6 separate regions of the Mus musculus genome follow, and all the other regions are linked to region 1. The links are chromatin contacts, called in public HiChIP or PLAC-seq and promoter capture Hi-C maps. All regions are on one chromosome and are shown on one strand. The core of a region is the stretch at or near the end of the contact, and the rest is flanking DNA. Distances in the headings are between cores, read along the strand shown.

The links. HiChIP or PLAC-seq counts read pairs in DNA pulled down with a chosen protein or histone mark. Capture Hi-C pulls out chosen DNA fragments and counts their contacts.
Region 2: a contact with region 1 is called in a promoter capture Hi-C map of pancreatic islet. The contact joins the promoter of Mrm2 here to the promoter of Ints1 in region 1. A contact is called at or near these places in 6 of 39 promoter capture datasets (the 3T3-L1 cell line, the C10 cell line, embryonic stem cells and 3 more), 9 of 115 datasets of contacts at active chromatin or transcription factors (the 230-238 cell line, the NIH/3T3 cell line, embryonic basal ganglia and 6 more) and 2 of 9 other capture datasets (liver and pancreatic islet).
Region 3: a contact with region 1 is called in a FOXA1 HiChIP or PLAC-seq map of pancreatic cancer cells. The contact joins the promoter of Grifin here to the promoter of Ints1 in region 1. A contact is called at or near these places in 1 of 484 Hi-C or Micro-C datasets (B cells) and 2 of 115 datasets of contacts at active chromatin or transcription factors (large pre-B cells and pancreatic cancer cells).
Region 4: a contact with region 1 is called in a promoter capture Hi-C map of adipose tissue. The contact joins the promoter of Chst12 here to the promoter of Ints1 in region 1. A contact is called at or near these places in 1 of 484 Hi-C or Micro-C datasets (CD8 T cells), 1 of 115 datasets of contacts at active chromatin or transcription factors (pancreatic cancer cells) and 1 of 9 other capture datasets (adipose tissue).
Region 5: a FOXA1 HiChIP or PLAC-seq map of pancreatic cancer cells shows a contact between it and region 1. The contact joins the promoter of Lfng here to the promoter of Ints1 in region 1. A contact is called at or near these places in 1 of 39 promoter capture datasets (embryonic stem cells) and 2 of 115 datasets of contacts at active chromatin or transcription factors (bone marrow-derived dendritic cells and pancreatic cancer cells).
Region 6: a promoter capture Hi-C map of liver shows a contact between it and region 1. The contact joins the promoter of Snx8 here to the promoter of Ints1 in region 1. A contact is called at or near these places in 1 of 39 promoter capture datasets (embryonic stem cells), 1 of 15 datasets of contacts at CTCF or cohesin (the NIH/3T3 cell line), 5 of 115 datasets of contacts at active chromatin or transcription factors (bone marrow-derived macrophages, craniofacial prominence, embryonic hindbrain and 2 more) and 1 of 9 other capture datasets (liver).

The regions. Positions count from the first base shown.
Region 1 is chr5:139,774,118-139,778,056 of GRCm38.p6, forward strand. It overlaps Ints1 (integrator complex subunit 1), which reads right to left and starts at 1,561. Exons shown (of 47, transcript NM_026748.2): 1 at 1,215-1,561; 2 at 171-461. The coding sequence starts at 1,353.
Region 2 is chr5:140,329,712-140,333,679 of GRCm38.p6, forward strand. Mrm2 (mitochondrial rRNA methyltransferase 2) reads right to left here and starts at 2,187. Exons shown (of 3, transcript NM_026510.1): 1 at 2,142-2,187; 2 at 1,269-1,558. The coding sequence starts at 2,149. It overlaps Nudt1 (nudix (nucleoside diphosphate linked moiety X)-type motif 1), which reads left to right and starts at 2,149. Exons shown (of 5, transcript NM_008637.2): 1 at 2,149-2,244; 2 at 2,712-2,762.
Region 3 is chr5:140,563,395-140,567,125 of GRCm38.p6, forward strand. Grifin (galectin-related inter-fiber protein) reads right to left here and starts at 1,673. Exons shown (of 5, transcript NM_030022.1): 1 at 1,648-1,673; 2 at 1,272-1,351; 3 at 1,039-1,198; 4 at 147-313. The coding sequence starts at 1,659.
Region 4 is chr5:140,503,062-140,506,894 of GRCm38.p6, forward strand. Chst12 (carbohydrate sulfotransferase 12) reads left to right here and starts at 2,548. Exons shown (of 2, transcript NM_021528.3): 1 at 2,548-2,635. It overlaps Gm38728 (a long non-coding RNA gene), which reads right to left. Exons shown (of 5, transcript XR_001785006.2): 5 at 26-362.
Region 5 is chr5:140,605,844-140,609,700 of GRCm38.p6, forward strand. It overlaps Lfng (LFNG O-fucosylpeptide 3-beta-N-acetylglucosaminyltransferase), which reads left to right and starts at 1,498. Exons shown (of 8, transcript NM_008494.3): 1 at 1,498-2,001. The coding sequence starts at 1,573.
Region 6 is chr5:140,387,235-140,390,960 of GRCm38.p6, forward strand. Snx8 (sorting nexin 8) reads right to left here and starts at 2,074. Exons shown (of 11, transcript NM_172277.3): 1 at 1,914-2,074. The coding sequence starts at 2,007.

The DNA of each region.
Region 1 (3,939 bases), core at 311-2,810:
AGCACTGTGGGAATGGGAGGTGCATCTGTTCACAATGCCAGGCAGCGAGCCCACAGGAAGCCAAGACCCCACTACGCTAACAGAACCAGGCTGGAAGTGGCTCCCACGGGCACTGGGCAGATGGACAGGATGAAGGAATCTCTCTGGGGAAGTTGGCAGTCTGATCTTACCTTCAATGGGCACCACAGATGGCTCCTTAATCGATGGAGAAATGGCTCGCTTCTCTGCAACTGCGGCTTCAGCCAGACGTCCCAGGGCGCTCAGTGGGGGAGTGGAGGACAGTTTGGGGCGCTTAGTGAGGCCGGTCAGCGCAGAGGTCCCAGACAGAGAAGCTGAAGCATCTCTCTTGCGCTCTGAGGGTAGCCCAGAAGGGGCTGGCTTCAGCAGGGTGGACGTTGTCTTTGATTCACTGGCCTGACCCTTGGACCCCAGAGCAATAAAGTCCCCAGGGGGAGGGTGCCCTGCAGAGGAACAGAAAACCCACACCTGTGATACCCAATCTCAGAGTGGGCCCCCAAGAGACAAAAGTAAAGCCTGAGGTTGTCCAACCACCCTGGCAGAGCAAGCGATGGCTGACGCTGATCCAGTGCTGACTAGAAACTAAGCCATCTGTAACTCATAAGCACTGTCTACTTAATTCTCACCGGGCTTCTTCAAAAGTTATGACCCTCGTTTTACAAATAAAGACACAGAAGTTAGGCAGGGGACTGGTGGCACATGCCTTTAATCCCAGCACTTGGGAGGCAGAGGCAGGAGGATTTCTGAGTTCAAGGCCAGCCTGGTCTACAGAGTGAGTTCCAGGTCAGCCAGGGCTACACAGAGAAACCCTGTCTCGAAAAAACCAAAACAAAACAAGACAAAACAAAATAGACAGAAGTTAAGTAATGTGCCAGTGTCACACAGTTAGCAAGAAGAAACTTTAGGACCCCAGTCTAGATTATCCGGCTTCAGAGACTGTGATTCTGGTCCAGGTACCCTGTCCTTGCCAGATGCTCAGCAGGACAAGGATGCCCTTGTCCTTTAGGAGCCCCTCAGGACAGCAATGTATGCAGGAAGCCTGGGTTGGATGACCGTTGTCCTGCTGTGTTGGATGCCCACGCTCTCCCAACAGTCCCAAGTTAACTATGTCCCGTAGGAACCCCTTCAGTGGCCATGCCGGCCTTCATGGAACCCATTCATTGACCGTCTCGAGGTCGCCGCGCGCAGGGACGCACCTGAGGGCTTGGCGGCCGCGCTGGGTCTCCGTACGGTGGTGGGCTTGGCTCGATTCATCCTCCCCGCGGCCCGGGCGCCCCTAGAGGAAGCGCCTTCACCTGGGAGGAGGCGGCGGGAGTCACTCGCTCGCTCAGTCATTCATCCCTCGCACCGGGGCCACTGGACCGAGTGCCCAGGGCCGCCTACCGGGGTCACAGAAAGGGGCCAAGTGCGGCACACACGCGGCCGACTGCGGAGACGGATGTCACCGCAGGGAGCGGACTTCACCTGGGTGCAAAGGCCCCTCACCTCCGGTGCAGCACTCTGCAGACCCGAGACACGGGCGCTCCGGAAGTGCAAACTGATCTGCGAGCCTTCCGAGCGCTGATTTCTCACATAACCGGAAGTAAAACAAACCCGAAGGCGAGGAAGAGAGGAGAGAGGCAGGCAGAGCCTACTAGTGTTTGCACCGCCCTCTGGCGGCCGGAGGCTGGATGGACCTATGCCTGTCTGAAAGCTGGGCTTGTTGGGCATAAACTGTTCCCTCTTACGGTTTTGGAGCTAAATCTGATCCTAGCTCAAGAAGTCAAAATCCAGCCGGTCGGTGGTGGCGCACGCCTTTAATCCCAGCATTTGGGAAGCAGAGGCAGGCGGATTTCTGAGTTCGAGGACAGCCAGGGCTATACAGAGAAACCCTTTCTCAAAAAACAACAACAACAAAAAAGTCAAAATCCTACTTTCATATTGATACATGCTCTAAAATGTTGAAGGCCTCTGTCAATGGCCTCTGGATTCACCTGATTTGGGTACCTCTGTCAATGGCCTCTGGATTCACCTGATTTGGGTACCTCCCTCTCCATGGAGACCTCTACATGGAGCTATCAGGATAGGTACTGCAGGTCTCCTCTAAGGAAGTCCCAGATAGATTGTCCAGCTGCTGGGACAAAGACAAAATTCCAGACATGGTCCCGAGACCATGTTTGTGTGTGTGTACATGTATGTGTGTATACATATATATGTATGTGTGTTTATGTATGTGTGTGAATGTCTGAGTGTATCTATACACATATAGACAGACAGATAGACATTCCAAGGTCATAGAATTAGGATTGGGAGCCCAAGACCCTCAAGCGCCCTTAATGGATTGTCCCCATGATGGCCAGCCTCCTTGGTGCCAGCAAGCCCAGAGCTATATAGTAAACATTTGTGGGCTGAATAAAGGATGTGTTTGAACATTGTGGCACAAAGGGAGCTTCAGGCAGAGAGCTGGTTTTCAGCCCCAGGAGCGCACCTCCCATACCTGTCAGTGCCTGCAGTTCAGGGTCTTTCTTACTGTGATGCCAGGGCTACAATAACAGTATGTCAGGGTAAGCAGGATGGGTCAGTAGGTGAAAGAGCTTGCTGAGCCAACTCTACAAATTTGTCCTCTGACTTACACGTGTGCTGTGGTGTGCATGGCTGTACATTCACATCATGCACACTCATACCCACAATAACAATAGATAAAATTTAGATTTTAAAAAGGGATGAGTTGTCACAGTGTGGTCACACACACCTTTAATCCCAGCACTCAGGAGGCAGAGGCAGGTGAATCTCCGTGAGTTCCAGGACAGCTGGAGCCACATAGACAGACTCTGACCCAAAACAAAAGCAAAATCAAACAAAATGGCGGGGAGTCTGTTTACTCCAGTAGATCCTAACCCAGTGACAGTGGAACCCAGCTCAGCCTGAGCCCTGCTGAGGACCCTTTGGGGAAGGTTGGGCAGCGTCCCCCAGAACCTATGTAGGATGCTGGCAAACCACACTGAGCAGACCTGCAGCTGCTGTGGTCTAACTGCCCCAGTGGCAGGAAGCAGCTGTCCCCATCTGCCAGCCTGAGCCTCATACTGCTGTGCCTGGTGGTGGACAGTGTCCCCGGGGCTCTGTGGCTCCCTGTATGGATGCAGCATTCCCAGTTCAGCTTAGCCCACCTCACTTGCAGCAAGCCTCCCTCTCTCCCTCTCTGTGGTACCAGCATCAGTGCCTGCAAAGCCTCCCGGTCCTCAGCCGCACACACCCTGCATCCCTGCTGGAACTCCTCACCACAGGTCATGCCATATGGCATGCCAAGATAGGCCCTGTCAGGTGTCCTCGTTAGCAGGGCAGGAACACCTAGAAAGCTCTGGCACATAAAGAGCAGATCCATTCAGGGACATGTGACATGGGGACACCTGAGGAAGAGCAAGGAAGCTAGGAAGCCAGATTACCTGGCCCAGCATCTCTCTGAGGGCCTGGACTTCATCCATTCCATTGAAAGGGGAGCTAACCTCCTCCATCAGGCCCACTGCTATCCTCTAAGCACTTATATAACCAGCTCCCTTCTGGTCTCCACTTCTGCAAGTTTACCAAACCCACCCCTTCCCTGTGACCTGTAACCATCATCCACCGGGAATGAAGGCATTTCTTTTGTTTGTTTGTTTGTTTTTGAGACAGGTTTCCCTAGGTAGCCCTGGCTGTCCTGGAACTCACTATGTAGACCAGGCTTGCCTTAAATTCAGCAATTCTCCTGCTTCTGCCTCCTGAGTGCTGGGATTAAAGGTGTGTGATACCACACCCAGTTTAAAAAAAATTTTTTTTTTAATTTAAAGGTAGATGATCTGAGTGTGGTCTTTAATTATAGCACTGGGAGGCAGAAGCAGGAGGATCTCTAAGATCAAGGCCAGCCTGGTCTACATAGCGAGTTCCAGGACAGCCAGGGCTACATAG
Region 2 (3,968 bases), core at 937-3,436, 560 kb after region 1:
AACTGTGTGACTCAGGCCTGGGATTCCTGGTTCTCCTGTCTCTACCACCAGAGGGCTAGGGTCACAGGTATAGCCACCACAGCTGGGCAATGTCACAGATGCAGCTGTTTTTTCGCTTTTTCTCTTTCCTATTTGGGCACCATTTCACACACACACACACACACACACACACACACACACACACAGTACACAGCCTATCACATTCCCAGAGTAAGGAATCCAGTGGCCCCAGTGGGACCTCCAAGAGCTCCTAGGCTTCAGGGACACATTAGTAGTCCTGTCCCCAAACCCTGCTGTCTTGGAGTTTCTACTGCTGTGATGAAACACCATAACCAAAAATCCAGTTGGAGAAGAAGGGGGTTACGTGACTTACACATCCATATCACTGTCACTGAAAGAAGCCAGAACAGGAACTCAATCAAGGCTGGAGCCTGGAGGCAGGAGCTGCTGATGCACAGGCCATGGAGGGTGCTGCTGACTGGCCCGCTCCCCTGGCTCGCACAGCCTGCCTGCTCCCCTGGCTCGAAGAGCCTGCTTTCTTACAGGGCCCAGACCCCCAGCCCAGGTGGAAACCTTTTCCTACTCACAGTGTCTGGTTATGGTGCTTATGACAGCAACAGAAAGCAAAGGAAGCCATTATTGTTTAGTTTTCTGGGGCTTTTTGTTTTGTTTAGAGAAAGGGACATAGTGCGAACCCAGGCTGTCCGCCAACTCCTGTGGTTTTCTTCTTTGTTCTTTTTTAAACATTTTGCTTATTTAATCATGTATGTGAGAGGGTATATAAGCAAGTGAGCACACGCCACGGCACATTTGTGGAGTCCACACAGCAACTTTCTGGTGTCAATTCTCCCGTCCACAGTGTAAATCCTGGGGCGAGAACTCAAGCTTGTCAGCCTTACCGGCATGCACCATTCAACCACCAAGCCAGTGGGTCACAGCCCAGAGTGAGAACCACTGCTGACTAACCCATCTTCATAGCATCACCACCACCCTGTGCTCCCTTCCCAACCCCCTACCTCTGCCCTTTTTTTTTTCTCTAGTACAGACATACCATGTAGCTGGGATGACCCTGAACTTCTAATCCTGCCTCCACCTCGTAGGCCTGCGGGGCCTGACTTTACTTAGCAGCTGTGTCCTGTACCCAGCCTGTGTCGTATTTCTGTAACTCTCATCTCTAAACCTACTTAGAAAGAGCCTCAAACAATGTCTCTAGGTAAGAGCTGCTCACTAGCAGTAGTCAGAGGAGCTGGGAGTCCAGCAGGTCCCACCTGCGCCTGTGGCATTGACGCGCTGCACTGCCACCTGACTCCAGGCTCCCGGAGCTGCCCCGCAGTCCAGCACCCGGAGACCGGGCCTCAGGATCTGATGCTTCTCATTCATCTCCAGGAGTTTGAAGGCACTGCGGCAGCGGTAACTCTCCACCTTTGCGGCCTTCACAAACGGATCCTTTAGATGCCGCGTGAGCCACAGGTGCTCAGCGCCGGTCCGGCCCCTGTAGTGACACACTGCTGTGTGTAACCTCCGAACCTTAAGGGGAACGCCTACCAGCTTCAGATGCCTGAAATGACGAAAAAAGAGTTAGCGGGTGGGCATTACACAGAGAGGCAAGAAAGTCTTGGTTCAACCTTTTTGTTTCTGCATATGTATGTGCGATATGCATGCACGCATGTGTATTAGCATGTATGTGCACATGTGTCTGCCTGTGTATGGGGGTCCAAAGTAGAGAAGGGACGTCCCCTTCGCTTGCTCTCTACCTTATGTATTGATGTAAGGTCGCCAACCTGCCAGTCTATCTCGCCAGCTTTCTCCAGGGACCCCTTTTCTCTGCCTCCCCAGCACTGGGGTTACATTTGGTCAGCACACATGTCCAGTATTTTGTAGGCTCTGGGGATCCGAACCCCAATCCTCCCGAATGCACAGCTTTATCCACGGAGCCCATACACCTATTTCTATGTTGCAAGCCTCACTCACTCACGTCTGTACATGAATAAACATCGTACACCCGTGTCCCGCTCCCCGGGACGGAGGTCGCCAGCACCCCTCTGCAACACAATTCACTGAGCTCCCTACTACTGTCATCCACTCCGTTCCTGTATGCAAAGACGTCCTTTTAGCGCAGGCAGACGCCGTAACTCACTCACCCGGCCATTGCTGCTTGCTGGTGGTTTCCTCCCGCCGCCGGAAGTCCCGCCCTCGCTTCCAACGCGAGGCTCCGCCCCGGGAAACTTTGGCTGGGGCGCGAAGGTATGGATGGTCCCGGGCGAATGAGATCTGGGTGCGGGAGAGACGCTGGAGGTCGGGAGTGGGGTGCCAGGGAAAATCTGGGGAGAGAAGGGGTAGAAGGACTAGAGAGCAGCTTCAAACCCACCAGGAAAACTGGGGTACTGGGCAGGCCTGAGGTCGGGAAGACCAGGGAAACTACAGAGAGTAGGGAGCAGAAATGAGAGGGAGAGGGGACCTGGGCGGTAAGCTGATGCATGGGCAGTTTGCAGCCTGTCTGTACCGGCCATAGCCCCTGGGAGGGGAGGCTAGGGAACGGCATTTGCAGAGTGCCCCCTGCAGGCAGGTTCTGGGCTCTGCACTCCATGTGCATTGTCTCCAACACCTGCAACACTTGACCTCAATTCAGACCAAAGGTTGTCCAAAGTTCCCTGACACACATCCGATTTACCACCTATCACAGCTACCAGGACACCCTTGTTTGCTTCTAGGCTCTGCCATTTGACCTCGGAGCACTAGTTTTCGCCTCAGAAACGAAGAAAGTAAGTCTTAAACTCTGTTCTTAGTCTTTTTTTTTTTTTTTTTACTTTTTTTATTAGGTATTTTCCTCATTTACATTTCCAATGCTATCCCAAAAGTCCCTCATACCCTCCCCCCCACTCCCCTACCCACCCACTCCCATTTCCATTGCAAAGGGAAACAGTATGGGGACTCTGTTTGAAGCAATGCCAATCAACAGAGCCATAGCCACACCCATTCTACCTGATTCCAATCTATGTCCTCACTGCTCATTTCACTGAGACAAGGAGCTGAGCACGCTGGTGCACGCCTGTCATTCTACACTCAGGTGGTTGAGCGGGAAGATTGTGAGTTTAAGTCCAGAATGGAGAACATGGCACAACTCTGTCTCGTTTAAAATCCTTGCAAAACAAATCACTCATCTGTATGGAATGTGAGGACATTTGTCATCACTCCCTACATGAAAACAATTTACATAGTTTGCATGTAAAGTGGGCCGGAGGATGTCTGTAAGTTACAGGCAAATATGCCATTTCAAAGAAGTGATTTCATCATACTTTAATCCCAGTATCCATGGAAGGGTAAGGTATCCTGGTATCTGTGGATATGAAAGATATCCTGTGGATATCCTGTGGCTATGAAAGACAGCTGTATACAGCCGGTGCTTAATAAGAGATGGCTGACTTTGCTGAGTCAGGAAGCCAGAGGCTCAGGCACAGGCAAGTCAGAACACAGGCCAATGCTAAGCCCACTTCTTCTCCTGACTTACCTCAGCACCAGGCCTAAGCTTCCGGGTCCCTTTTCTTTCCCTTTCTTCTTATTCTGTTTTTAAATTTTAACTTATATTGTGCACATATAGGGTTGTTGGATTTTTTTATTCGAGAACGTATAGGGTTTTAAAAATATTTATTTTGGGGGGCTGGTGAGATGGCTCAGCGGTTAGGAGCGCTGACTGCTCTTCCAAAGGTCCTGAGTTCAAATCCCAGCAACCACATGGTGGCTCACAACCATCCGTAATGAGATCTGATGCCCTCTTCTGGAGTGTCTGAAGACAGCTACAGTGTATATAATAAACAAACAAACAAACAAATAAATATTTTAAAAAACCATCCAGAGGTGGTGTATAGCTTTTAAAAAATATTTATTTTTTATGTTCATTGATGCTTTGCCTCCATGTATGTTTGTGTAGGGGGCCATATCCCCAGGAGCTAGAATTACAGACAATTGCA
Region 3 (3,731 bases), core at 423-2,922, 790 kb after region 1:
GGTGACATACGTTAGCCAACCAGGGACCAGGCAGATAGGAATCCCGAATGGTGTGTGAGGACATGGCGGGCACCTTACCCTCAGCTCAGGCTCCACTTGGCCAATTCCACCTGGGTTAGTGTGTGAGGACATGGCGGGCACCTTACCCCCAGCTCAGGCTCCGCTTGGCCAGCTCCACCTGGGCCAGCCGATGCTCACTGAGCACTCGCACTCTGGTGATGGTGGCCAGCGGTCGGTGCCGATGTGGGAACTGGAGCACCTTTTGTTCCTGGGCATAAATGTGGAAGTGTTCTGCGTCTGCACTCACCTCCATCTGAGGGGAAGGGAAAGTGTGTGTGTGTGGGGGGTGTCTCTGGGCCCCAACCACAGAAGCCTTCTTGGCTGTCAGCAATCTCTCCAGGCTCCACCCAACAGCAGCCAAGTGTGAGCCAGGACTATTCATTCAGCTTGGCTCCTCTTTGTCTCTCTGTCTCTGTCTCTCCCTCTCTCCCTCTCTTCTCTCTCTTCTCCACGTGTTCTCAGCCAGCCTCTACCTTTCTTCCTCTTTCTGTCTTCTCTCCTCTGTCTTTCTGTCCTTCTCTGCCCCCTTTTCTCTGCCACTATCCCCTTTCCACGTTGCCTTCCTTTCCCTCCAATAAACTTCATTTTGTACTAGGCCTGTTGCACGGTGCTGATTCCTCGGGGGGGGGGGGGGGGACGGGGACGACGACACATTGGCCTGGCCCACCAAGGTGCTCATTGGCCTGGCCCACCAAGGTGCTCCCTCCTGCCGCATTTTATAAAACACAACCCTGGCTACTTGGCAAAGCATGGTGTGGACCACCTGGTCCTGAGTTCCTAGCTGGGGATCCCTCTTTTCACCAAGAGAAGGTGGTTAGTAGCCAGAGAGAGAGAGACACCCTGTGAACAAACTCCGTGAAAGGAGGCCACTCGGCCCAGCAGGGTGCACCAGCCCATGCATTTATCCTCCGCAGTCCCTGTCTTCACGGGTCCTAGGTGTCCCACCCCACCTCTCCTTCCTCCCACAGACCCCATCACCTCAAAGGGCTCTCCCAGAGTCAGTGGGAATATGCTGGACACCTCCTCCTGCCCCCACCGTCCTCCCTGGAAAGCATTGCCCACCACCGTGGCGCTGGAGAATCGAGGTTTGACGTGGAAGGCGATGTCTCCGGCGTCTGTTAAGAAGTTGATCTCGAACCTATGGGTGGAGAGTGTGATTAGGGTCAGGAGTGTGGCTGGAGGGTCCCGACCCCAGCGAGGGAGGCTCTTACTTCTCTTCTCCAGCATCTGCATGTCCCTGGACAGTCAGGCTCCAGCCAGGGGCCAGACCCCCTGCACAGAAGGCTTCGAACTGAAGGCAAAACACAGGGGACAGAGCCCCAGAGGGCTGCAACCTCCTTCCTCCCCATCAAGTGTGCTGTTTATTCAGGGACACCGGCTCCCACCAAGCCCAAGCCTCTACTTCCATGTTGCTCTGGGTGTGGTGGTCCAACCTTACCCCCACAGCCTCTCTGCTTGGGGGCTGAGGAGAAGCTATAAACATTCCCAGCTCTATAGTGGAGTAGGTGGCCCCACCAGGCGCCCACCCCCCCACTCCACTTCCTTCTCCAGCATTTGCAACCTCCCTGGGCTGTGGATCTTACCCACCTGCAGTGTCATTGCCCTCAGCCACTGGGTGTGGGGATGAGGCAGCTGGAGATATAGCAGAGCCCGCTGGGGCGGGGCATGGGGGCCCCACCTCTAGGGGCCTTGTCTGGGTCACATGGACCTCTGTGCCCCATTTTTCCTCCCCCCTCAGGCTAACCCTGCTGGAGAGGGGGCTGGGTACATGGCTTAGTGGCAGCGCTCTTGCCCTGGGTTCATCAGTGAATACACTGGTCCTTTCAACATACTTCCCCAGGTCTACCTAGCTCTGCCACCAGCACTATTCAGGGTCTTGTGCACATCTGGGGATACATCACCCATCTTTGTAGGGAGGGTGTAACCAGGGCCCCCCCCAACTCCCATACTCCAGAGCCTCACACTGACCCCATCGGTCTCAAAGAGTGAAGAAAGTGTGTCCTCCTATAGAACCCTGGCTGACCTTATGACCTCAGTCTGACCATCCATCAACTGTCTACCATACTGGGAATGTGTCCCTGATCCAGTCCCCTTCCATCCCAGGGCTGCCCCGCTGCAGTGGCTCAGTGGCCTCAAGGGGATGAATGGGGATTAGGCCTGGCTCTGCTCAGCACATTCCAGTGTCCAGTCTACAGATGGGGAGGGCCTTTCCCACACCCCCACGCCTCTCCTGGCCGGCTGCCTCTTGGGCTGAGCCAATGAGAAGGATCCACTGGGGCCCTCGAGGCCACCTCAAGGATGGAGGAGAGAAGCCCAAGTCTGTGGGGGCGGTTATGGGGGCCTCTGGGACTCTCTGAAGGGGGAAGTTGGGTCACAGTGTAGCTGTGGTGGGGGCCCAGAGCCTTGGGGGTAAAGCCTGCAGATGAGTGTGTAACAAGCACGTGTCTCCTTTTCTCCTGTCCCCGTGGGTCCCCTCTGCCACCGTTCTTCTCTCCAGGCCCTGGCAGGGCTGAGCCTCTGGCCTGCTTTGCCTCTTCCCAGATACCGCTGCACGGATGGACACAGTCTGGCAGGGAGCTATGGGTACCAAGGTCAAGCAGGACACAGAGATGGCTCACTAGCATGGCAGGGTTGGCTGAGCCTGCAGGGGGCAGCCCAGAGCAACAGAGATTCCCTGGGGTGAGCCTGCTGGACCTGCCTGGCTGGGTGCAGAGTCTGCAGACCCCACATGCTCACCTTCCTGGAGGGCCATGGGGAAGAAGTACCATCAGTAAGTGCTTGCTGCGCAAGTAGGGGGATCTGAGTTTGATGCCCAGCACTTGTGCAAGGCACAGAACACAGTGGTCTGTGCTGGGGTCTCCAGCCAGCCAGTCAGGAGACCCTGGCAAGTCCCAGGTCCCTGTGACAGTCTCTCAAAACCACACACACTAAAGCCCTGGGCCGCAGGGCCCACTAGGAGACTGCAGGCCGGCTTCATGGCTTTCCCCTTCTCCTTTCCCCTATGTAGGGATGCTGCTGGGACGAGATGTCCATCTTCAAATTCTCTGGATGTGCAATACAGTGCTGGTTGGTACCAGAACTCAGGGCTGGGGTCAAAGCCCACAAGTCAGGAGTGTGGACAGGTTCTAACCCCCTGGCTACCTTGAGCCAGTGGCCTTCTGTGCTTCACAGCCACGTGCTGGAGTTGCTAATGCTGACCTCTGTCACCTCCTCCCCTTAGTGCTCCCCCCCCCCCACACACACACACCCAGTGCCTGTCTCCTTGATGAAGGAAGGTAAACAAGACAGATGTGGCTGAGCAGGGGAACTGGGTCAGCCCACTCCACCTCCATCTTTCCTAGGATGAGAGGAACATCGACGTGGGCACCTTGTTCTCCGGCTCTTGCAGCCTGGAGGCCATAGCTTGGAATTGGGAGCCTGGGGATGGGGGCGGGGGAGCCCCATACCTGTTGAGACATGAGGCCCAGATTTTGCTGCCAGGGACAGAGAGGTCAAAGATGCCTGCTTCCAACGGTCTCCATCCCCTGTGAGCCTCAACCTCCCCCTTCCGGCTTATGAGGTCTGTGTGGTAGGAAAGCTGGCGGCTGCCCACCACCCAGCTCAGTCTCTACAGCTGGGAAGTGTTGGAACCCCAGGCCATTCTGATGGAGGCTGGACGTGCTCCCACAACT
Region 4 (3,833 bases), core at 1,298-3,797, 730 kb after region 1:
GGTCTCGGGGTCCAGTAGCAGGGTGAACACGTGTGTGGCTCCAAGCAGCAAAGCGGCACGGTCCAGCAGTGGGCGTGGCAGAAGGAATGAGCAGGAAACTCCACCCCTGAGCCAGCAGGTTCCAGGCTGGGGGTGGGGAGGCTACACCGATCCTCAGCAGTGATGACATAGGCATGCACGGGGCTGGACCCAGCCTTTTACATGGTCGCTGAGGGTAGGGAGGGTTCAGTCTCAGGTCCTGATGCTTTCTCAGCAAGCATTCTTCCCCACTGGGCCATCTGCCCAGCCCAGGAAAGGGCATGTTTTATATGGCATGTCAGGTGGCTTCTTAAGGAGGCAGCACGACACTGCTGCAGTTCCACCTGCAATGGAGACCACCCGGTTGCTCGGAAGCTTCAGTCGACTTTGGTGTTGTCAGTGATTACATAGGCCTGAGCCATCCCAGCAGGTATGTAACAGAGAATAACATCTAGCTAGCCCAGGATGCCCTCAGACTTGCAATCCTGCCTCCCCTGCCCAAGTTACCAGTGAGCACCACACCTGCCTAAACAAAATGCAATAGGGTTTACTGGCCAGGCATAGTGGTGCATGCCTTTAACCCCAACACTTGGGAGGCAGAGGCAGGCAGAGGCCATGGTGGAGGCAGAGGCAGGTGGATCTCCGTAAATTCTAGGACAGCCCCAGCTATATAGAGAGACCTTGTCTAAAAAAATGTAGTATATAACATTTATGCTTTGTTTGTTCATTTGTTTTGTTGGAGACATTGTCTCATGTAGCCCAGGCTATCTTCAAGCTCACTGTACATCCACAGATGATTTTGTTTTTTGTTTTTTGTTTTTTCGAGACAGGGTTTCTCTGTATAGCCCTTGCTGTCCTGGAGCTCACTTTGTAGACCAGGCTGGCCTCGAACTCAGAAATCCGCCTGCCTCTGCCTCCCGAGTGCTGGGATTAAAGGTGTGCACCGCCACGCCTGGCTCACAGATGATTTTGAACTTCTGATCCTACTGCCTACAATTCCTGAATGCTGGGGTTGCAGATGTGTGGCATCATGCCTTGTTTATACATTGATAGAGATGGAGCCCAGGGCAGAGCAAGCATTCTACCCCCCCTGAACCACACCTGAGCCCTCGAACTTACAGTTATAGATTGAATTGTGTTCTATCTTCCAGCCCCAAAAGGAAAGAGATGTTGGTGCTCTAGCTCCTAGTGCCTTAGAGATGACCTTATTTGGAGACTGAGCCAGGAGAATGGTAATGAAATGAGGTCATGGGATAGTCCTGATCTTGTCTGGCTGTGCCCTTATGAAAATGGAAATCTGGGCTGAAGTACGCAAAAGGGAGGTAAAGAGAAGGGCTGGAAGATGCTCCTGCAGGGCTCTCTGCAAGAACCAGCCTGCTTGCTACCTCAACTCCTGGCATCTGGCCTGCAGAACCCTAGGAAAAGAGCTGTCCATAGTTGAGGCTGGGTCTGTGTTACAGTTAGAGCAGCCTGAGCAGGTCACACGCACACATGGCAACCCAGGGGACTCAGCTGTAGGTTTTGAATCCTAGTTAGTAAGATGGGATCATCTGCCACCAGAATATAATAAATCTTCCTAGGTTCTGTCCTCTGCCATTCTGTGTCATACTGCTACAGAAAGAGGCTTCTAACCCTAGGCACTGGGAGAGCCCGTTGGCTCGGAACCAGTCCCCTGCTTTGGGAAGGCAGCTCAGTGCTGGGATGTTAAGTGTGCGTCACCACGCTAGCTTTCTTTTGCAGGTGCATGTGTGCACCTCATGTGTGATATGTGGGACTCAGAGGACAACCTCAGGCACCTTCCAACTTCTGTTTGAGACAGAGCTTCTCTTTTGTCTGAAACTTCACCATATAGAGAGGGCTAGGGAGCCAGCAAGCTCCAGACTCTCTCTCTGCCTCCCGGTCTTGCCATACAGGCAAGCACCACGGAGCCTGGCTCACGAGCATGGGCTGTTCACAGGTTCTGTGGATCTGACCACAGTTTCTCACCTTTGTGAGGCGAGCACCTCATTTACCCACTGAATCCTCTCCCCATACCTTGTTTGTTTGTTTGTTTGTTTGTTTTTGAGACAGGCTCTCATTAAGTACGGCTAACCTGGAACTTCCTATCCTACTGCCTCAGCCCCTCCCGTTCCTCCCTCCCCCCTGCCAAGTAGCTGCGGTGACAGCTTGCACCATGCCTGGCTCTCACTAAGAGCTTTACCTGCATGGTCTCTCTTAAGCCCCATAAACTCTGACAGGATTGTCAGCTTGCACAGCCCACGTTGCAAGTTCAAACTGCGAGACAGGCAACGCCCCTTGAGATCAGCCACGCCCCCACTCCGGATTGGTTGCTGCAAAAGGGGCGGGACGCTCAGGGATGGTGGGTGGGACCAATCTCTGGCCGTAAATAAGGTGCCACATGGCACTGGCTGGCGAGGGCAGGAACGGGGAGAAGTGCGCAAGCGCATCCAGAACGGGCGTAGTCCCGCTCGTTAGCTCTCGCGAGAGGATGGAGGGAGGTCTGCCTGGGGGCGGAGCCGCGCCTCGGGCGGGGCTGCTAGCGGGAGGAGGCGATTTCGGCTGCAGAATCAGCATCACCAGCAACAGCAGCAGCGGCGGTGACTGTGGCGGGCGCTAGGTGAGGAGCGCAGGCTCGAGCAGAGCGAGGGGTGCGTAGGAGTCCCGAGTCCTAGGGTGGGGCGATGGTCCATGGTTTGGCGATGCAGATTGGTACCTCCTTCTGCCTGGCTTAGGCAGCTCCCACGTGGTCCCGGGTTCGAATCCCAGTTCTGTCCAGCTGGCTGTGTAACCTTAGCCAAGCGTGCACCTTCTCTGAGCCATCTTCTTGTGCAGCCCTGCAGAATGCGTGGAGGAAGGTGTGGCCACTTGGCCGACCTCCTTTGCAGTAGTAGCGGCTGGCTCGGAGGTTGGGAAAACACCTTCCCAGTTTTGCCTCTGGCTGTTTGGGTGTCCAGGCGAGAAAGCAATTGTTCAGAGACTGTTGTGCTGCAGTGTCCCGGCCAGACCTTGCAGGAGGCTGTCTCCGAAGCCAGGTTTTGTACCGAGCAAGCACTGGCCCCACATCTCACCCCAGTCTACTGAGCATCCTCCTGCCCTGTGCATTGCTGCGGGTGCCCCCAGCAGCAGCCTCATGCCTGGTGGGCCACAGGAAGCCGCGCATTAGTGGCTAACAGTAGGACCTATCTTCTCTTTGGGCTTCTGGCCACGAAGACATCGCTGGCAGACCTTGGGTTCCTTCCGCACATCCGCCTAGCTGTCGCACAGAGAGCTGTAATGTTTGCACCCTTCTTAAATTATTTATTTTATAATCCCACGCTGCGCTGGGAGCCCCGGAATTGAGTGGGAATGTCACCCTCGGGGGAGAACGGGGCTGTGAGCCTTCCATTGCTGGGACAGCACCGTGTGGCTCCAGCCTAGGTAACATGAGTTAGGGCCCTGTTTCCGGGTGTGAAGGAGAGAAAAAAGATTGTTGGGAAACTGCTATGTGCTGGGTATGATACTGCAACTTCGCGAGTTGCCTAAGGTGGAGCGAGTTGCCTAAGGTGGAGCGTGGTGCCAGTTCTTGTGAGCTTAGGCAAGAAGATTGCTGTGAGTTTGAGGGCAGCCTGGGCCGCATAGTGAGGTTCAGGCCAGCCTGGGCTACAGGGTAAGACTCAGACTTAAAACAAAACAACACAAAAATTACAAAAGGGCCTGCCTGTACCTTCATGTTTAATTTCCTTGCTAGGATCTGGGGCTGAGCTTGCTTGTACCCGTATTGTCATGTCGCTTTCGTGGGTCTGCATCTTCAGTTTCCTGCTGTAAGGGCAAACCAC
Region 5 (3,857 bases), core at 248-2,747, 830 kb after region 1:
TTACACGGCAGCAGGGGCTGACCCGATATTCACTCTGTAACTCAGGCTGCCTTTAAATGTTCAGCAATCGTCCAAGCCTGCTACATGGGCTATCATGTCTGTCTTCATTTTGAAAAGAATTTTGTTGAAAGCAGGTGTGCGTATGTGTATGTGCGTGCGTGCGTGCGTGTGTATAAATGTGTGTTGCTCAGGCCAAGTTGCACGTGTGGAGGTCAGAGGGCAACATATTGTTGGTTCTTTCTGACCATGTGGGTCCTGGGAAATAAACTCAAATCTGCCTAGGTGACAGTTGCGTTTGCCCACTGAACCATCTGGCCAGCCCCTGCAGTAAGTCTTTACCTGATCCAGCCTGATGCCTTCTTTTAACCTCCAAGAGAGGGACGGACATTAAGAAGAGTGTAGTAGAGAAATAATTAGAAATGATACTCCGGTCTAAAATATAAACGCTAGGGAGTCGGCGACAGAAGGAACAGCAGTTTATCCGTGGTGGCAGGGTGGGCTCAGACTTCCTTTGAAGGGGGACGCGGAAACTGAAGCCAACCAGACCCAGGGGCAGCCAGGCGGAGAGCCGCCCCCAGCTGCGCTCCCGGAAGATGCAGCAGGCTCGGGCTCGGACCCTGCTCCCACTCCAGGGGACCCTTGGCCATTTCCGGACCCGTAGCCTCTCACCCTACCATTAGGCGCACATTCCTGCCGCCCCCGCTCGTGCTAGGCGCAGGCAAGGCCCCCGCCCGTGGGAAGGGGGCCGTGTGCCGGGGAGGCGGGTCTGGGATGGCGCACAGCTGGGTCACATCTGGTAGGAGTGCGGAGGAACCAAATGGAACAGAAGGTAGCCTTTCATCCTTCGAGGAAAGAGGCTGCTTGAGTGTCTCCTCGCTACGGGGTGCCTGAGGTTTTTGGGGACCAACCCTCCCCATTTAGGAACATGATGCCAAGACAGGCCTGCCTGGGGGAGGAGGGAAGGATGGACCGACGGAGGGACGTAGAATTTTGTCACTGATACCCTTTTGCCTGAACTTCAGGTCCACTCCTAAGACATAAGTATCAGTAAGGGCAGCTCAAAATTAATCGCTCAGGACACACTGCAGGCTACCACTTTGGCTCAGTCAGCACCGTTCCCCAGGGAAGGAAACCCGCTCGGGGACAGGAAATGCACAGCGAGAAGCCAAGGATGTCGCCCGCGGAGGAGCACTGGCCCTATCACCCAGGTCCCAGCTTCGGGGGCGCGTCCTCCACGTGCAGCCGTGGCGGGCGTTGGTCAGGCTGGGTGTCTCCCAGAGCAGCTCCGGAGGGTGACTCGGCGCAGGCGGGACAGGCTCGTGCACAAAGGGGGCGGGTGCCGTGGGTACCCCAGCTGGGTGGTTCCCAGCCCCTTGTCCGTATCCCACGTGGGAAGGAGAGATCTCCCTAAAGGTTACGCCCCAAGGCTAGCAGCCAATTAGCGCGTGGAGGCGTGGCGGGCAGGGGAGGTTTAAGAGTTCCTGAAGCGAGAGGCGCGCAGCTGGACCGGGAGCCTCGGGCAGCCGGACCAGTTGGCACTGGGATAGATATTACGTGCGGCCGCCGGCCACCATGCTCCAGCGGTGCGGCCGGCGCCTGCTGCTGGCGCTGGTGGGCGCGCTGTTGGCTTGTCTCCTGGTGCTCACGGCCGACCCGCCACCGACTCCGATGCCCGCTGAGCGCGGACGGCGCGCGCTGCGTAGCCTGGCGGGCTCCTCTGGAGGAGCTCCGGCTTCAGGGTCCAGGGCGGCTGTGGATCCCGGAGTCCTCACCCGCGAGGTGCATAGCCTCTCCGAGTACTTCAGTCTACTCACCCGCGCGCGCAGAGACGCGGATCCACCGCCCGGGGTCGCTTCTCGCCAGGGCGACGGCCATCCGCGTCCCCCCGCCGAAGTTCTGTCCCCTCGCGACGTCTTCATCGCCGTCAAGACCACCAGAAAGTTTCACCGCGCGCGGCTCGATCTGCTGTTCGAGACCTGGATCTCGCGCCACAAGGAGATGGTGAGACCCAGCGCGGCCTGGGCAGGGGGATGAAGTGGGGATCACCCTCTGGTCCAACTGGTGACTGACGATAGCGGTTCCCGATGCGTTAATTGCTTTGGGTCTATCTGGGAAACGATGACACTGATAAATCCCATTACAGCCCCGTGTGGCTGCTGGGGTTCACTTTGCCTTACTACCCTGGAAGCTTCCTTCCGTGTTGCCCAGGGTCACCCCAGCCACATGCTCTGTGTCTGGATGAGTCGCCTCCAGCTTAGGGCTGGCTCTGTAACGCTTCTCCTAAACACTGGAGTGAATGGCCATATTTGTTCCTAAACTTTTTCGAGCAAATTGGCTCAGTTCCATCCTGGGTCCCCTTCACTCCCCTTCCTTCTTCCTGGGTGGAAGGTACGCCCCCTTGAAAGGGAGGGAGGAAAAGGCATAGCACACCCCTGGACCAGGCAAAGTGAAAGAAATGGGTGCTAGTTCTCCAGACTTGCTCAGAACCCTGACTTCAGTAGCTCAGCTCCCCCACCTCCTGTTAGACCAACTTCATACACATAATAAAAAGACACACCCCACTTTGAAAATCTCCCTGGAGGCTACAACAGGACCGTTGGGGCGGGAGAGCAGAGTGCACTGCGTGTGTGTGTGTGTGTGTGTGTGTGTGTGTGTGTGTGTGTGTGTGTGTGTGTAGGGGTGGGGGTAGATATTTGGTGTGAAGACTAAGACTCACTTTCCTTCCTGACCCAGCCCCAGTGAGACTTCGCTTTAGGACAGTGGAGGTTAAGAGGACAGGCTCCTATCTAGTCTTGGTCAAAGAGGGGCCCTGAGAACCCCACCGTAGCCTCCTGAGAATGAGGCGTCCCTTTCCCAGGGGCTCAGCAGGCCTTCGGGAGGGGGCAGCGGGGGGCCATGGGTTTTGTTTGGCTGTGGTGCCGTTAGGATTCCCAGCGCTAGGCTGCTCTCACGCCGGCCCCTTGGGCAAGGCAACAAAGCCCCTTTCTCCAGCCGAGAAAGGCGTCGGCCTCTTGTGTACAGCTATGCGCTCCATGGGAACCGTTGGCTGGCGTGCTGGCCACTCAGGTTGCCTGGTGATGAGGGGGCCTCTGTGTCCTCCCCCCAGCCCTGAATGACAGCCCTCGTGGGGCACGATCCCTGAGCCAGGGCATTCCCCCACCCCTTCATTCAGCCTTCCTGCTGTGTGATATTGGATAGCATCTATCCCACTCTGGGCCACTATCGGTTCTGAGAAACTCTTATTCAGGGATTTGGGACTCAGTTGGACTGTGTGGTCTGGTGAGAAGCCTAGGGTCTCTCTGATCCTCTCTTGCTCTCAGAAAAGGGAAATACTTTCTAGTGAGGTATTATAAAGTGGACTGTAGAACTTTGGAGGCTCTTGGTGATCCCAGCAGTCATTCTGAATAAGGGGGCCCCCTACCCAGAAAATGCTGCATTTACTGCCATGCTCACCTCCCGTGCACATGACAGGCAAAGCCCCCCTCTTGTGTGCTATGATCAGGGGCTCTTGGAACCTGTAGCAAAGGGCCTGCTCCCCTGTCTGTCCAGGGCGGCTGCAGTCTGATGGAAGGTGAGAGAGGCTCCATTAACCTGGATTGGGGATGAATGGAAGGAAGGCTTCCTGGAGGAGGAGGTTCCATCTGCATCAGAGTCCTAGGGTCCAGGAAGGGCAATCTTGGCACCAGGCATGACTGTGGGGCTGTACAAAAAAACCAAGCAGGCTCGGTGAGGTGGAGAGGCTGGTCAGGGGTACAGGCAGAGCGCCTGGCCTCTGGCCCGCTGCTCCTCCCCCACCACTAAGGAGCGCGCCAGGCTGCAGGCTGCCACCGCCACAGCCACAATGGCTGGGGCAGAAC
Region 6 (3,726 bases), core at 824-3,323, 610 kb after region 1:
TTCAGTTCTCCTGAGGACCAATCTCCTGCAGCGTATACACGGTTCACCTTTCGAATAATGGATCTGTGTGCTGAAAACCACAATGAGCCCATTTTCCTCCCAGCAGTTCCAAACCGCTACAAACACAAACACTACTTTACGCATGACTACTACCGGCAGCTCTGAAGGGGTAGCCAAAGTGGAAATCTGCTATGTACCCATAAGTCACACTAGTTAATCCTTTGAGATGTCAAAAATCAGCCAACTGTGAAGGTGGAGGCTACTAGGCAAAAGGTGAGGAGGAAGAGGAGGAGGAGGAAGAGGAAGAGGAGGAGGAAGAGGATGAGGAAGAGGAAGAGGAAGTGAAGTGAAAATCAACCTGTGAAAGTTCGCTGCCTGAGCTCTTTACCTCTGAAAGCAAAGCCATCCTCGGGACCAGGTGAGAGGGCTCAGTGGCTACCTGCATTCACACACACAAGCCCACCCACCTCAAGCTCCATCCCTAGAACTCAAGGAACAGTGGAAGAGAGAAGTGACTCCACAAAGCTGTCCTCTGACTGCCATCCCTGTGCCATGCCACACTGTTCTCAAGAACATCACACACACAAGAATACGTTTTCCCAAGAGTGATTCCCAAAGGTGTTTTGACTCTAGTCCATCCAGCCAAAGGCTCCACCAAGACACACTCCAACTAAGTTTCTTGCAGAAGGAAGAAAATCTCCTTCGCCACATCACCAGCTTGGTGCCAAGTTTCATACATACAGAAGGAAGTGACAGGTTGAAAAACCCATTTTCCTACTTACGTGGCTACTGGGATGGCCTGTCAATCGTGAAGGACTACATGGCTGTGACTAACACACAAGTCACACCACTGCCCAAGATCTGTCAAAAATCTAGACGAAATCCTTCCTAACGTCAGCCATTAGCTGAGTTCTCTAGGAAGTAATATGGAAGATCCCAAATTTGCCAAGAGAGCTCTAACCCATCACCACTGCTACAAGCCACAAGGAATTGCTTTATGAGTCAGGCAGGGGCTCAGAGCACAGGCTCCAGAGCTCTTGCAGAGGACAGGAGTCTGGGTCCCAGCAGCTCTACTGAGTGGCTAACAGGCAGGTGAAACTTTGGCCTCTCGGGAATCTAACACATCTGTCCTCCAAGGGCGCGCGCGCACACACACACACACACACACACACACACACACACACACATACATATACACAGTTAGAAATATTTTTTTAAAAAAGCATTCTTAAAAGGCATAAGTAGCTCTGGATCAGTCTCCCTTTCTCAAGGCGCCCAGGTATAGGGACTTAAGTGGTGGCTCAAACATACAACCTCAAAAATACAATGTTTTACCCAACAAGACCCAAAGACTGTTGACCAACTCCGAGGGGAGTTTCACCTTCTCTCCATTCTTCAGAGGCGTTCATTGACATCCTCCTCCCTCCCCTGGGGTTAAAAGTACTACCCTAAACCCTTCGTCCCAAGAGAAGAACCTGTCTTTCCACCAATGCTCTAGATGGCCATACTCAGCGACACTTGGCCAGACCTGGCTGGCACACACCAGGCCCAGCTCCACCCTTGCGCCTCTGGCCACATGGATGCGTCCCCACAGTCCACAAAGCCGGGGACCCCAGGAAAAAGAGTCTGATACCAAAGACACATCCCTTTCCCTGGACATGGTCACACATGAATATAAACCACTCTCTAGACCACGTCTCCAAAGTGGGGTCAGAAAAGACCCAGGTGCAACTCCACACGGCCGCTCGCTAACGGAGGGCTGAAGAGCAGCGTCCCAGGGAGCAGCGGGAAGAGGCTGGCCCCAAGAATGTCCACCCCCCCACCCCGGCCAGGCGAGGTGTGGCACTGACAGGTGGTCCCCGAGTGTGAAGCACTTGGCTCTCCGCACAGGGCCATCGGGCCGCGTGCCCTACCTGTCGCCGGCGGATCCGCCTCCTCGTCAGCCTCCGCCTCAGCAGCTGCAGCGACTGCCGGCGAGGGCAGCGGGTCCATCGCGCGGCCAGTCATGTGAGCCCGCTCGCCCACGTGACTTCCTCCCGCGCCCGCCCGGCCAGCCCCGCCCACGCCAGCTCTTGTCCGGCGTGGCCACGCCCATGCCAACCTCGCCACGCCCCTCCGCTCACCCCAAGCAGTAAGACCACGCCCCTACCCACGAGCCACGCCCCAACCACGTGGCCGCGGCCGGGGCAGCGTTCAGCAGCTCTGGTCCAAGACTGAGTGCTAGCGCGAGTACCGCCCCAGCTGCTTAGTGCCACCTCCCTCCAGTGCGCACCCACCTCCCCGCTCTTAGCCAGCAGCTGTTACTCATCTTCTTGCCCACCCTCTGACCCACGCTGCCATTCATTTTTGCATTCGCTTGCCCACTCACACATGCTCTGTGAATTCCGGGGCAGCCCCTGTGAAAGGTGCTACGGACATTAGAACAGTGTTCTAGTACCTTCTGGGATTTGGAGCGTGAAACATGGCTAGAGAGTAGGTCTTCTGACTATAATAGGTCTCTGAAGATTACTGATGAGGAACAACATTCCATAATTGTTTGCAGATAACCAGGCCATTCTCCTTTCTGTTGGGGATTGAGCCCATAGGCTCCCACATGCTGAGCTGGCCCTCTACCACTGTGCTATGTATCACCAGCCCTTTATTATTTATTTGTATATTGTTGGAGATAGGGTCTCAATATATAACCCTGGCTGTCCTGGAACTCACTATGGCTAGCCTCAAACTCAAAGATCTGCCTGCCTCTCTCTCCTGAGTGCTGGGATTGAAGATGCACACCAGGACGTTGAGCTTTATGTATTTATTTTGACTCGGGGTCTAGTTAGCCAGGCTAGCCTTGAACTCACTCTGTAGCTAAGGCAGAACATCCTCCTGCCTCAGCCTCCCTAGGAGCTAAGTTGAACATACATACCTCCAGGCCTGGCCCTCTGACTGACAGAGGGAAGCAAGGATGTAAGAGCACACAGGAGCAGTGTCTGACCCGGGGCTGAATATGAGGACTGAGTCTAGAACTGCAGGAGGAGGAAGAGGAGGAGGAGGAGGAGGAAGAAGAAGAGGAGGAGGAAGAGAGAGAAGAAGAAGAAGAAGAAGAAGAAGAAGAAGAAGAAGAAGAAGAAGGAGGAGGAGGAGGAGGAGGAGGAGGAGGAGGAGGAGGAAGAGGAGGAGGAGGAGAACAAGAAGAAGAAGAAGAAGAAGAAGAAGAAGAAGAAGAAGAAGAAGAAGAAGAAAGGAAAAAGAAAGAAGGAGAAAAAGAAAAAAGAAAGGCAACCTAAACTGCATATAGATACATTATCTCAAGTAAAGGAAAAGCAAAAAAATATCTGGGAGAAGAAGAGGGTTATTAATAAGACTCCATCAGAACAGTTGGGTGTGGTGGCGCACACCTTTAATCCCAGCACTCGGGAGGCAGAGGCAGGTGGATTTCTGAGTTTGAGGCCAGCCTGGTCTACAAAGTGAGTTCCAGGACAGCCAGGGCTACAGAGAAACCCTGTCTCGACTCCATCAGGGAAGGCCTTTCTTATTTCACAGTAAAGACCTCGCCTCTCCAGATATTGATGTCTAATGATTTCCATGGAGTGGACTGAAGGCTCCAAGGTTGGAGCCCTAGGATGCCTCTCAGTCTCCCTGCTGGTGCCTCTAAAGTTTTTAAAGCCCTAAGCTTGGCTGTAGCTGCGTCTAGTTCCCTTTATTTTCCAGGACTACAATCTATTGTGTAGAAGTGTAACAGAG